2 separate regions of the Mus musculus genome follow, and region 1 is linked to region 2. Evidence: chromatin contacts called from public Hi-C data. All regions are on one chromosome and are shown on one strand. The core of a region is the stretch at or near the end of the contact, and the rest is flanking DNA. Distances in the headings are between cores, read along the strand shown.

What was found. A called contact is a pair of places that touch in the nucleus more often than the background predicts.
Region 1: a contact with region 2 is called in a Hi-C map of Sertoli cells, with 5 times the contacts expected there. The contact joins the enhancer-like site here to the promoter of Snx7 in region 2. A contact is called at or near these places in 3 of 39 promoter capture datasets (the SN4741 cell line, hippocampal neurons and liver) and 4 of 484 Hi-C or Micro-C datasets (Sertoli cells, adipose-derived mesenchymal stem cells, cerebral cortex and 1 more).

What each region holds. Positions count from the first base shown.
Region 1 is chr3:117,139,011-117,146,415 of GRCm38.p6, forward strand. No RefSeq gene overlaps it. Among named protein-coding and RNA genes, the nearest start is that of 1700061I17Rik, 65 kb to the left of the region's middle. Within about 2 kb of position 1,586, at least 19 of the 459 cell types and tissues checked have an H3K27ac peak or open chromatin away from gene starts, as enhancers often do. A contact at or near this core is called in Sertoli cells, where this site is marked.
Region 2 is chr3:117,867,563-117,874,081 of GRCm38.p6, forward strand. Snx7 (sorting nexin 7) reads right to left here and starts at 1,374. Exons shown (of 9, transcript NM_029655.3): 1 at 1,182-1,374. The coding sequence starts at 1,343.

The sequences.
Region 1 (7,405 bases), core at 336-2,835, 730 kb before region 2:
AGAAAGCAGCTGTAATTGCTGCTTTTCTTTTCTATTTTGCATTAAAGGAGACAAGCCAAATTCATAAAACAAAACAGCACCAAGGACAAAGACCCATGACAAAGAACCAAGTCTGGCAGGAGAACTAACAGTCCATAACTCTGTATACACCCTAAAAACCTGACGAAGCTCCTACCAGAGCTTAGAATCCTTGAATTTTCACACCACGCACGTGGATCTATGAATTCAGAAAGGACAAAGCATGTGAAAAGTGACTGGCAGTATATTTGGACAAAGGTACATTCACACAATTGAGCAGGCGTTCATTAACTAAACAGGAAGATGCAAAAATGCTTTGTTTCCAATTATAATTTTGTGGTAACCAAAAAAAGGCCTGTTGCTCCCCTATACCCATGCCCAACCTTCCACCAAGGGATCAATGTGATACATTTTAAGGGTAGAAATCTACGCAAAATAAATTGAAAAGGCATTTTAAAGGCCAAGGACACAACATTTTGCACACATACACATACCCACAGAGGCACACAAAAATAGACACGCAACACAAGCTCATTTCCTCTATTTGGCAATTGTAAATTAAAGGTTCACAGGTAGGCTGGGCATGGTGGCTTATAATCCTAGTCTTCACAGTCTGGGATAGGAAAAATGCAGGTTAGAGGCCAGCTTGGGCTACAAAGGGAGATCCTGTATTGTGTGTATATCCAAAGGGAGAGCCTATATTATGTGTATATCCAAAATACAACATATGGGAGGATGCTTTTGTAAGTGAAAGAGGAGTAAGCTAGTCGTTCCCCTGGACTATCCCAGGCATTATTAGATGCATGGTGATTCTCACTGGGGGAGCCAGCTCAACAGTACAATAGGATATGACAATGGTCTCTGTCTCACTTTGAGGGGACTCTGGGGCTTCTGGCTTTGGCACACATGAAGTCTTTGGTTTAGGCAGAAGTTATTATCTAGGTAGGGTAAGAACCAATACAGTATTGTGGTTAAGAACACTGACTCATCTCAAATGCTGGCTAAGTAACTGCGTGACCTTGGACAGATTACATCACCTCTCTATTCTGAAACCTCCTTTTCTGTAAATTGGAAACAATTGTTGGTTGTTACGAAAATTAGATGACTTAATAGGTGGGAAATGCTGCCAGTAGTGGGTAATAAGTAGGGCTTACTGCATTATATAGTTATTTCTTATTCTTATACCATTTTATAGAGTATGAAAAATTTATAGAGTACAAAAACAAAAACAAAAAAACCCCCAAAAACCAAAATCAAAACCAAACCAAAAACCAAGCCTTCCTCCCAACCAAACAACAGGAACGAGAACAAAAACTCACCTTATACTACCAATTTCACCTGCTAGTTAAGTTTACTTAAGAATAGCCAAGAAGTGGCATTCAGTGGAGCTGGAACCCTCATTTCCCAGGAAGAAATGCCTGCTGATAGTTAGTACAGACTGACAATGGAAGAATCTAGAATGAGCTAGATATAAATCTCTGGGCAAGCCAGACCCACTTTAACCTTGGGCTGGGCTCCTAGACAAGGCGGAACACAAGCCTCATTTCCCTCTATCATCTGACCTTAAATGTGGTTGATAGTGTCCTCTCACTGCCTACAGACATCCCGTGTCCCAGAATGTTAGCCCAAGTAACCCTTCATCCCTCAAGCTGCTTTTATCTGGAACCGGAGGCTTTCTGTAGAAACGGGTAAGGAAAGACTTGACTGTTTTGGTCTTAAGTTTGAAATTCTCAAGGCTGGGTCAGACCCTATTGGACTTACTGCTTAGATGGATGTATTTTCAAGGCAAATGGACCCTAATATTATCCTTAATCCTCTAAACCTAACTCTCTAATCTTAAGCCTAAGTCTAAACATAACCCTAACCAGAAATGAAGTTGAAAAAAAATACTTAAAATAGCTAGAACAATTCCAATGAGGTCCATATTTAGATTCTTTGAGTTACAATAGTGGCGGGCATCTGTCAGTATCACAAATAATAATACTATGATTATTACAATAAATAGTAATAATTGGAGTTAAAATTCTGGAGCCCAGTACATGCTAAGGTCCTGCCCTAATTGCGTCATAAGTATTAACTCATTTAATCTTTGTGACAAAGATTTGAAGTAAGTGCTTTTTGATAGATGAGTTTTTGAGAGTTAAAAAAAAAATACGTATTCATTTCTGCCTTTCCCGAGGGCCATATGCACCAGGCATGTAGTATTTATTGAATCAAATTTATTTGTAGGCTTATTAACAGTTTCTAGCAGAATTCATGTGGTTAAATTTTTTTTTTAAGCAGGAAGAAGATTTGAGAGTTTATTTAGAGGAAAAACATTTACAGCTGCCTTGCCTATATTTGTCCTTGGTATTTTGATTTCTGCAAAACTATGATAGTTAGTAATTATGAACAACACTTCAAATAACCTTTGAAGCAACATCTGAGGTGAGGATGGAAATGATGAATGAGACTTTAGATTCTGGAAATCAGCCTGACAAGTGAATATAAGATATTTAAAATAAACCAATTATACTTGGCTCTGGAAAGCATTATTGTGGATTTTTTTTTCCTACAAAGATTTGTTTCCTAATTGTGTTTACCTCCAGACACTATTAAAATTGCTTTTTTCTTCTAAGCATACATCAGCTGTTGAGGGAGGGGCGGTAGCAACATTACTGGGCAGTTCTGAAGGAGTAAAGAAACTATGCAAAAGTACTCACCAGCCAATAGTTTCCTTGTAATAAAAACGTGTGAAGGACTAAGAGGGAGCCAAGCATTAAAGCAGATAACAGGAAAGACAGACATGGCGGAGAATACAGCAAAGATACTTGAGAGTAGCCACTATCAGTGCCGGCCATGGAGGTAAAAGTGGCAGTTTTTATAAGCAGCACCTAGTGATTGGTTGAAAAGGGTGACATTGTAGTCTAGTGCCCTGAGCCAGTCACAGAAAATAAGAACAGAAGGAATAGTACTCTTGAGCAAGGTATCCTAACTTGTCATATTTAAAATGTAAAAGGTCAGACTCATGAAAGGATGAGGGCTAGATTAAATGCTTTTCTAAATACAGAAGTGATAAAATGGGTAATTCCCATTTCTTCCTCATTTGGGCCTCATTTGGGCCTCAGTTTGGTTATTTAAATACGAACCTGGTCATAATCTTACTGAGCTTGGTTTTTTTTTCTTTTTATTTTCCGTGTGTGTGTGTGTGTGTGTGTGTGTGTGTGTGTGTGTGTGTATGTGTGTGTGTGTGTGTGTGTGTGTGTGTGTGTGTGTGTGTATGTGTATGATATGTGTGGGGGGGAGGTGAGGGGTCACATGTGTGTATGCCACACTGTGTGTAGAGGTCAGAGGACATCCTCAAGTGTTGGTCTTTGCCTTTAACTTTGCATGCGACAGCCTCTTCTCTGTGGTTTGGCACCGAGTATCCAGGGATTCTATTGGCTCTGCTGTCATCTTGCTCTAGGAACATATGAAATTACAGATGTGTCTACATCGCACAGCACCCAGCTTTTGCATGAGTTCTGGAGGTTCGAACCTAGGTTCTCAAGTGTGCACGGCAAATGCTTTACCCACTGAGCCATCTTCCTTGTTCCAAAGTTGTTAGTCACAAGATTCTGTTCAGCAAGCACTCATTAACCAGTGGCTATGGGAATGGTAGCCAAGAGGAGAGGAAGCAATGAAATACTAAACAAGCAAATTGTCATGTAATTATAAATATATAAAATGCTAAGGAAAAATTATAGTGTTTCTCAGAATAGCAAGGATGTCTTGATGTAGACAGGTGTGTGTTGGGAAAAGGAGGGGGAAGAGGAAAAAGAGGAAAAGATGAAAAGATGGAGAAGGAGGAGGATGAAGAAGAGGTGAAGGAGGAAGAGAAAGAGGTGAAGGAAGAGGAAGAGGAGGAGGAAGTGGGGGGGGGAAGAAATTCTCTTTGAATATGTTATACTTTAGAACACAGGTAGGATACGGAGAAATAGGCTAGGCAAGGCTAGTGATGATAAGGCCGAGGTTTGGTAACTATGAAGTTAGGTACAAAACAAATGTCTTAGCATTGAGCATGGAGATCATTTGGTAGAGAGGGCTTGCCTTGATGATGGATAATGTCTTTTAGTAAAGAAATGGTAGAAAATCAGACATGATCACCCATACCTATAATCCTAACACTACAGGCAGGACCAGGAATTAAAGGTTATCATTGGCTCTGTAGTGAGTTTGAAGACAGATCAGGCTACACAAAACCCTGTCTCAAAAAAAAAAAAAAAAAAAAAAAAGGAAACAAAAAGAAAGAACAGAAAAGGAACCATTGACTATTTCTGGCCTGGCTGATTGGAAAGGATTAAATGAAGGCGGGAACATTACAAAGTAACAACAAAGCATGAGACTGATGCAATAGTTTTCTTTTAGTGTTTTCCTATCTACCCTAGCAAGGGGAGGATGTTACAAAATCATGGCAGAAGTAGATTGATCAGCATAAGCCTGATCTCCTGAGTGCCATCTCCCTAACCCACTAACGGTGCAGGCTAGAACGATCCACACTCCTGTCTTCTGACCTACACATGAGAATCACAATACCTGCGTGTATGTGTGTGTGTGTGTGTGTGTGTGTGTGTGTGTGTGTGTGTGTATGCTTGCAGCCAACCATTGGACTGAGCAAGGGGACCCCAATGGAGGAGTTAGGGGAAGGACTGAAGGAGCTGAAGGGGTTTGCAACCTTATAGGAAGAACAATATCAACCAACCAGAACCTCCAGAGCTTCCCAGGGACGAAACCATCAACCAAAGAGTACACACGGAGCCACCCAAGGCTCCAGCTGCATATGTAGCAGAGGATGGCCTTGTCATACATCAAGGAAGGAGAGACCCTTGGTCTTGAGAAGGCTCCATGCCCCAGTGTAGGGGAATGCTAGGGCGGGGAGGTGGGAGTAGGTAGGTGGGGGAGCACCCTAATAGAAACAGGGGCATGGGGATGGGATAGGGAGTACTCAGAGGGGAAACTGGTCAATGTAAACAAATAAAACAACCAATTAAAAAATCAAAAATCAGGAAAATAAAACAAAACAAAAAAATTAAAATAAAATGATACAAGTGGGATGGATGTATTGCTTTGTTTTTCTTTCAGAGGTGCCAAGATAGAAGAAGGTCTGTGAATTGAGACAGGTAGAAGGTGGCAACCGTGAGATGGCAATTGTTCTTCACAGTAGGTCAAGTCAACCTCCTGCTGGACAAACAGGCATAAACCACCTTCTGAGAATGCTAGAAATTAAACAATACAAGAAAGAACTCCTGTAAAGCTCAAATGGCAGACTGGAAAGAGGAATTTACTGCTCTTCCAGCCGCAGATTCTAAGGCTACACTATTTATGATGTCATTTGTTGTTCTGACTTTTCCCCCAGTGCTGGGGATAAGGGATTCTAACAACTTTTTTTGTACTTTACGCTGGATTCTGCAAATAGCCTCTGAAGGAGACTGACATTAAAGTAAAAATGATTTGAAACTTTATGCTTAAATAACAACTCACATATACAGGAAAACTGCGTGGCAGGCAATGCTCCCAGGCTTGGGAGGGTTTAGTTTAGAAGAGTCTTCCATGATGCTCACAGCTTGTGAGATCACGTGACATGAATTCTCAGGCAGGGGAGTCTTCGGCAGCGCAATGTATATAATCTCATTTTCTTCAGAGCAGACTTCATATGCAGGTTTTCATATCACATTTAGATATAAAGGATTGCTCTTTAATTGTGAGGACAATTCAACCCTTCCCTGTAGTGTCCTTCCTAGAAACAGCTTCTTTCTGGGATGATTTAGTGCCACACCAGGTAATGGAGAGGCGTCATTCATGTAGAAATACATGTGGACTTACATTGAGCTCTGGATCCTAGATAGGAATATGCATTTCATGTTTTCTATTTTCATAAAGTTAGAGGGATTATGTGAGCAAACCCCAACTATATAAATCTGTATGGATAACGGCAGCAACAACAGACAGAATACTTACAAAATATTTTTCTGCCAATCCTTAATTATTGATTAGTAAATTATGATCTACTGATTCAATGACTTCTGAATATCACTCCATCAGGGATCCCAGATTACTTGAGTTCTGTTTTATATCATCTGGGCACCAAAAGGAATATACAAAGTTTAGTAATAAGACTAAATCAGGTAATATTTACTGAGCAGCTTCTATGATAGTCCTAGGATTTTCCAGGTTTTATTGATATTTCATTGACATTTGAAGTGACCCTTTGGAATAGGCGTTATTCTGAGCTTCATTTTATGGATGAGAAAAATAGTACAAAAATTGGTCAGTCAATTGTCAATTAGCCTGTAACTTTAGCCAGGCTTGGAATCTGATTTATTTTTTTTTATTTTTTTTACAGATTTGTAACACGAGAAATAGAAACATATATATATATGTGTGTGTGTGTGTGTGTGTGTGTGTGTGTGTATACACACACATATGTGTGCATTTTGCTTCTTAAAAATTCTTCAAATATATATTTGAATATATATTCTTTATATATATTTGTATAAACAGAATTCACAACAGAGAAACACATATATACATATGTTTATTCTGTTTACATCTATACCTCATTTTAAAATTGGATTATTTGTTTTTTTTCATATCTAGTTTTTTTTGAGTTCTTTATATATTTTGGATCTCAGTCCTCTGTTGACTGTAGAGTTGATAAAACTCTGTTCCCATTCTGTGGCCTGTTGCTTTACCCAAACAATGGGGTCCTATGCCTAATAGAAGCTTTTCACTTCCAGGAGGTCCCATTTATTAATTGTAAGTCTTAGTGCCTGTGCTAGTGACATTCTTTTCAGAAAGTTTTCTCCTGTTCCAAGCTACATCCCTCTTTCTCTTGTGAGGTTCAGTGTATCGGGTTTCATGTTGATTTCTTTGATCTATTTAGATTCGAGTTTTGTGCAAGATGATAAGTATGGATCTATTTGCATTCTTCTACATGCAGGCACCCAGTTTGCTCAGCACCACTTGCTGAAGATGCTGTCTTTTTCCCCAGTGTATATTTATGGCTTCTTTATCCACAATCAAGTGTGTATATGTATATTTATGTCTGGGTCTTCAATTCCATTGATCAACCTGTGTGTTTTTATGCCAATTCCATGCAGATTTTATTATGATTGCTCTGTAGTAGAACTTGAAATCAGGAATGGTGAGACCTCCAGCAATTCTTCTTTTGTACAGGATTGTTACAGTTATCCTGGGTTTTTGTTTTTTCATATAAAGTTGAGAAGTTCCCTTTCAAGGTCTGTAAAGAATTGTGCTGGAATTTTGATGGACGTTGCATTGAATCTGTAGATTGCATTTAGAAGGGTGGTCATTTTTTTTTTTACTATGTTAATCCTATTGATCCATGAGCATGGGAGATCTTTCTATC
Region 2 (6,519 bases), core at 124-2,623:
GTGCTTGCTATGGGACCCGTTGACCTGGATTCAATCCCCTGGACCCCACATGGTGGCTGAGCTCTGATCTCCAATTGTGCACAAAGGAGAGTATGTATGCACGCAAAGGTATGAGTGCATAAACACACACATTGATATTAAAATTTGATAGTATTGAAACTAAATGTGAAATAATCCCAGTTTTATAATTCAAATACAAAGAAAGACTAAGCACACATAACTGATATACCATCTACTTAGAATGCAACTGGGTGTCCAATCTCACATGCTCTAGGGGTGCAAAACGATGTTTGTGAGCTCCGCACTGGAGTCCAAGGGTGTTGGTTACTTGCTAACTTCTGTTTAACAGTTTTAAGTTGGTGGGCTCATGTAACATCTCAAGGCAACATGTCACTACTGAATAGTCATTGATCCAATGTTCCCACTGAGCACTTTTGAAAAACTGCTGTGACACTGGGACTGTGCCAAAAGAAAGGTATTTTTTTGTTGTTGTTTCCAACTTTCAGGAAGGGCAAGTTTGCATCAAGTCTACCACTACTGCCGGTATGTCCATTTCTGTCTAATTATATCACTAGCCAGGGAGCGCCTTTGAGGCTAGATTTCCAAGGCAAATGGGAAGGAAATATGCAGACTGGAGCTGAGGGTTGGACCAGAATAACTGCCCAATTTAAAGTCTTCAGCTGTGCCTGTGGTAGAGGCTAGGCTTTCTCAATCCTGAAAGGATTTCTACACCCAATGGTCACAGGTTTCCAGACTCTCTTAGAATGTGACTCAACTCTCCCATTTACACATAACAACAGTAAATCAAAAACCACCTCCCTGCACTAAGGCAATCACAATTGCTCTCCTGGACTTTAGGATTGTCAAGAAGCCTAGGGGAGGGGGAGGAGCTGGGGGGGGGGGAGGGAGAAGCAGTTTCAGGCCACCCGCACACGGTGAGGAATGTCGCTGTCAAGCAAGGAAAAATGGAAAGACGAAGAGAGAAAAAAAAAATCAGAACTTTTCAGACTCCATGAGCCTTGGCCCTGCCACTGATAAAAGTGAAGAGGAGGGAACGACTAGTTCAGCCTTGGAGGTACTGTCCCCAGCTCCAGCTCCATTGGAGAGTTGAGTCACCCTGGAACTTTCCCTGGACAGGCAGTCCCCGCCACCACGGCCATGGCCACGTCCCCTGCCCTCACCTTACTGAACACCTCCAGGTCGTCCTCGTCCTCGTCCAGATCCAGCACATCGGCCTGCAGCAGGCTGCAGGAACCGCTGCCACTCGGGATCGGGGCGCCGCCCCGCGGGCTCTCCCCGACCGCCAGCTCCGAGGAGCCCGACGCCAGGCGCTCGCCGTCCATCCCGGCAGTGCGCGCCCAGCCGGCCGCCTCTGCCAGCCCGGCTCCCCCGCGCGCGCCCATTGGCTCCCGAGGCGCCCTGCGCCTCCCTGGCCAGCCCAGCTCCTGCCCCTCGGCCGTGCGCAGACGCGGAACTGCGGGAGCCCGCGGCGCCGGGCCGGGCCGGGGCGGGAGAGCGGTGGGGCCTGCCCAGCCACAACCTGGCTCAGATCTACAGCCCGACTTTTAAATTCTGACTCTAGGAACACCGCCAGGGTGGGCCATGGAGATACAGAGGACAGGAGGTGGTGTTCTCGCCCTGACACAGCCAAGGGCCACCAGGTTTGTGCGTGAAGTGGCAGGATCTATATACACAACCAGCTGACCCAGCTTGATTTCCTGTTCTGAAAAGTGCCCTTTTCCCAGGTTGTGACTTTTTTTCCCATTCTCAAGTCTGTCTTTACAGAGACTAATGCAAAAATTAAAGACATCTGAACCTCCTGGTTTTCAATTGTTTGTTTGTTTGTTTTTTCCCATCGATTGGATTTTGTTGTCCTTTTACTGTCGAGTTAAGGAAGCTGAGGCTGAACAATTATTTTCAGCTACTTTCTAACATAGCTTTCTCCTGGAACTCTTCCTGAAGTTAATGTGCAAGAATGTTTCCAAGCTCCAAGGTCTGCCAGCAGCCCTGGGTATTGCAAGGAGAAAGAAACAATCTTGCATGCCTTTTCATACAGCCAGTGCAAAGCTGGAACTATTTAGTTGTTCATTGCTTGGTTTTTATAGATTCAAAGTTAATGAAAAATTGAGTACTAATTGATATATGTTAGAACTAGCTTCCATTTTTATTATTTATTCCTTTTGGTCTTCTCTCTCTCTTTCTCTCTCTCTCTCTCTCTTTAAATTTCTAAATGAAGATTCCTGTAAGAGCCAAATATGGGAATGCTTGACTGTAATTTCAACACAGGGTAGACTGAGGCAAGAGGACTTGCACTTTGAGGCCAGCTAATTATAACATAGGTTGAAAAAAGAAAACAGAGAGGGGAAACAGATAAAAAGCTTCCCAATTTAAATATTTTTATTTCTGGTTGAGACAGTTCCTCAATATATCCCCTTTTAACTATTTAAGGACCTCCAGTGTGTTTCAGGATATGACCCACATAGCATCCAGCCTGGTCACCGGCTACTTAAATGTACAAAATGTTCCTTTGCCTTATGGTTGGTGTCCTCAAAATACTGTGTTCTGCCAGTCTTCCAGGAATTATCTATAGTCCCATCAATTTTAGTAAGACTTGTGAAATGACAGTCTGGTCCCAGTTTCTCCTTTGGTTTTATCATACAGATTGTGTGTCTTACATTCCTTAGTAAACAAACCATAATGGGTTTTAGGTTGAGAACCATGAAATATCTTAGTAAAGCGCATTATGAGACATACTCATTCAAAATGACTCTTTGCTGAGCCCTACAAAGGATGCAAGTTATTAAAACAATTTATGTTTTCCTCTCTGATCTTACTGTCGCTATGGAGAGACGTCTGAAGTTTCTAATTGGCAGACTTTGAACCAGGAAACTCTTAATGATACTGTGACTCACAGAATTACCCAGACAGCATAAAAAAATAAATAAATAAATAAATAAATAAATAAATAAATAAATAAATAAAAGAGACTCTGAAAGATCAATAGAAAAAAATGGCAGATACACAGCTCAAATCACAGCCTAAAACATGCCCTGTGCATTAATGTAAATACATTGGGGAGTATTGTCTGGTTTTGAACAGCCAAACCACCTTCCCATGTTGCTATGGACAAGGATATCCCTGATTTGTCCCTGATATCAGCATTATGCTTTTTTTTTTTTTAAAGAACATCCCTACAATTGTCATTAAAAATGGTCCCATTGTTCTATTCCTTTATCCCCCATGCTTGACTCAAGTCATCTGGTATCATGAATTTTCACAAGGCAGAGAAAATCATACTGATCCTTGTCATCAAAGATGAAAGGAGGGGGGAAGGGGAGGACAATAAGAGGAAATAGGAAAATTCTACTATAATTAATTCACTCCTCAGTCTCCAACAGGCAAATCTGATACTCAACCCCATCTTAATGTAAAATACAAGTCCACTGTGCCTCAGATACCCAGGACTTGAGTTGTTAGCTGAAAAGGGGGAACGCCTCTGAGAAGCCTGTCCAGTATGTGCATCACTCAGTATCTGCTATCTGCTCTATTAGACTCCTGAAATCTCTGCTTCCCATTAAAAGGGGCTGTTGCAGGATTCTTCAATGGAGGAATTCTTATTTGGTACTAAAGCCTTTAAATTAACAAGGTCCAAACCTTTGAGTAGTGGTACCATAATGAAACTCTGTCCTGTCATTTTATTTCCCAGAATATTTGCATGATTGCTAGTCTTCATAATAGGCTAATAGCAATTAGAATGGTGAAGAAAAAGATAAAAAGTCCCACTGAGGGGCAAACCTGAGGAGAGTGATGAAGGTGCACCCTCCTTGGAGGTAACACTTCTAGTACAGCAGTTCTTTTCTTTTCTTTTTTTTTAATTACATATTTTCCTCAATTACATTTCCAATGCTATCCCAAAAGTCCCCCATACCCTCCCCCTCACTTCCCTCCCCACTCATTCCCATTTTTTTTTTTTTTTTTTTTTTTTTGGCCCTGGCATTCCCCTGTACTGGGGCATATAAAGTTTGCGTGTCCAATGGGCCTCTCTTTCCAGTGATGGCCAACTAGGCCATCTTTTGATACATATGCAGCTAGAGTCAAGAGCTCCGGGGTACTGGTTAGTTCATAATGTTGTTCCACCTATAGGGTTGCAGATCCCTTTAGCTCCTTGGGTACTTTCTCTAGCTCCTCCATTGGGAGCCCTGTGATCCATCCAATAGCTGACTGTGAGCATCTACTTCTGTGTTTGCTAGGCCCCGGCATAGTCTCACAAGAGACAGCTACATCTGGGTCCTTTCGATAAAATCTTGCTAGTGTATGCAATGGTGTCAGCGTTTGGATGCTGATTATGGGGTGGATCCCTGGATATGGCAGTCTCTACATGATCCATCCTTTCGTCTCAGCTCCAAACTTTGTGTCTGTAACTCCTTCCATGGGTGTTTTTTTTTCCCAATTCTAAGGAGGGGCATAGTGTCCACACTTCATTCTTCTTGAGTTTCATGTGTTTAGCAAATTGTATCTTATAGCTTGGGTATCCTAGGTTTTGGGCTAATATCCACTTATCAGTGAGTACATATGCTCCAACCCTTTAATATAGTTCCTCATGTCGTGGTGAGCCCCAGCTGTAAATTTATTTATGTTGCTAGTTCATAACTATAGTTTTGCTAGGGTTCACTACCCCCCGAGCTGAGAACTGCTCTTCTAGTATGCCATTTGGTTGTATACTCTGCCTTGAGAGAGAAAAGCCTAGAAAATTAAATCTATATCAAATCATGGCTACTTGCAAATGACTGGGTTGAGTTGTCAATGAATGGAAAGCCTCATTGGTGAAGAGATCCAAAGGAAGCCTGGGAATGGTCTTTTCGGAAGGTTCACGACCTAAGGTTTTTTTTTTTTTTTTTTCTTTTGGTATGTGAAATATCCCTAAAAGGTGACTCAAAGATAAGGTAGACAGAGTAATGCACTCCGGGATAACTCTCCCAAGAAAGAGCTCATATGCAGGTCATTATTATAGGAATTTCTTCACAATGCTGACCTGCTAGATTCTACTGTTGCATGTCTCATCTGCCTGTATACAACACAGACCAATAATGACACCCTTTGTAGAGCAGCTTGCTGGTATGTGGGACATAGCCAGCATCCCCATCCGGCAGCAGACTGATTACATTGGACTTCTGTTCTTGAGGATTGGGTGGAGATTCATGCTCACTCAAAATGCACACATTCCAGATACGAATGTGCTTTCCTTGTCATTAACATTTCTGCTGGCATCTCCATGAATGGATACATACATATGATGTCTTAATCATACTCAATATAAGCATTTCATATAATATTACATCTGATCAAAAAGCACATTTTGCAGCCTAGGGAGTCACCATGGGCTCATAGGCAAGAAATCAGCTCATCATACATTCCCATAGCCTAGACATTACAATGAACGAAATATGGACTGGCTTAGTGAACCGTGTTCCTTGCAGGGTTCTAAGAAGATGTAGTTTGTACCAAGCATAGCTATAGGCTAAATCATGTGCATGCATGACTTCATGTGGATGGAGCACATGGGCCCATGATAGATGAATGAAAGTAAGAGTGATGTAGTCACTGTATCCCTCATAACACCAGAACATGCGCTTCCGTTTCCATCTATCCTTCTGGCTCAGAAGTAACCCATCATCATTAGTATTATGCTATTATTATTATTAGTTGGGTCACAAATCATTGGCCAGGACAGATCACATGGCACTATTAAATAGAAAGAGAGCGATGAAGTACAGTCTCTCTGTGTGTTCAGTAGGCAGTGAGTCAAGACTGTTTTTAATAGCACAAATGACAGTTGTAACCTTTCAGCAGTTAATTCTAGGTGCTTAACACGAGGCAAAGACAAGCTAATACAGGGGCTATGACCTCAAAGCTGTGATTATTACCCAATTATCTGAAAGTACACAGTTCTTTACGTGAAATTTCTTACTGGCTTTGAGAACTCAGGCGTGTATTTCAAGTTATTAACTTCAATTTTCTCATCAGCAAAGTTGGGATAGTTAATAATAGATACATCAAAGGTTATGAAGATCAAAGTAATATGCATGGACTGAGTATCTATCTAAATCTTAATTGTTTTATTGCTTTTACTGCTAGCGTTATTGACTTAAGTAGTAGTATCAGACTGCCACATTTGCCCTGTAATTGCATTTAGAGTCCCAAGCAATACAGCTTCCACTAAAAATGTGTGTTGTCAAAAGGTGCTCCTTAGTGTTGTAGTATGCTGGAAATTGCATGAGAAATATTGTCTTTTTTTGCAACAAATAAAAACACAGTGAAATAATAAATATGCATCATTTTAAACATCTTTAACTTAGGAAACTTCAACAAGCATAGAGTACACTTGTAATTCTATGATCAAAGTAGCCTACATCCATTTTAAGCCTGCTATCAAGTACAGGGATTCAGGCTGATCATCAGCCAGAACTTGAAGCCAACATATTATTTAACACCATGGAAAACTCAGAGGGAGGTTGACTT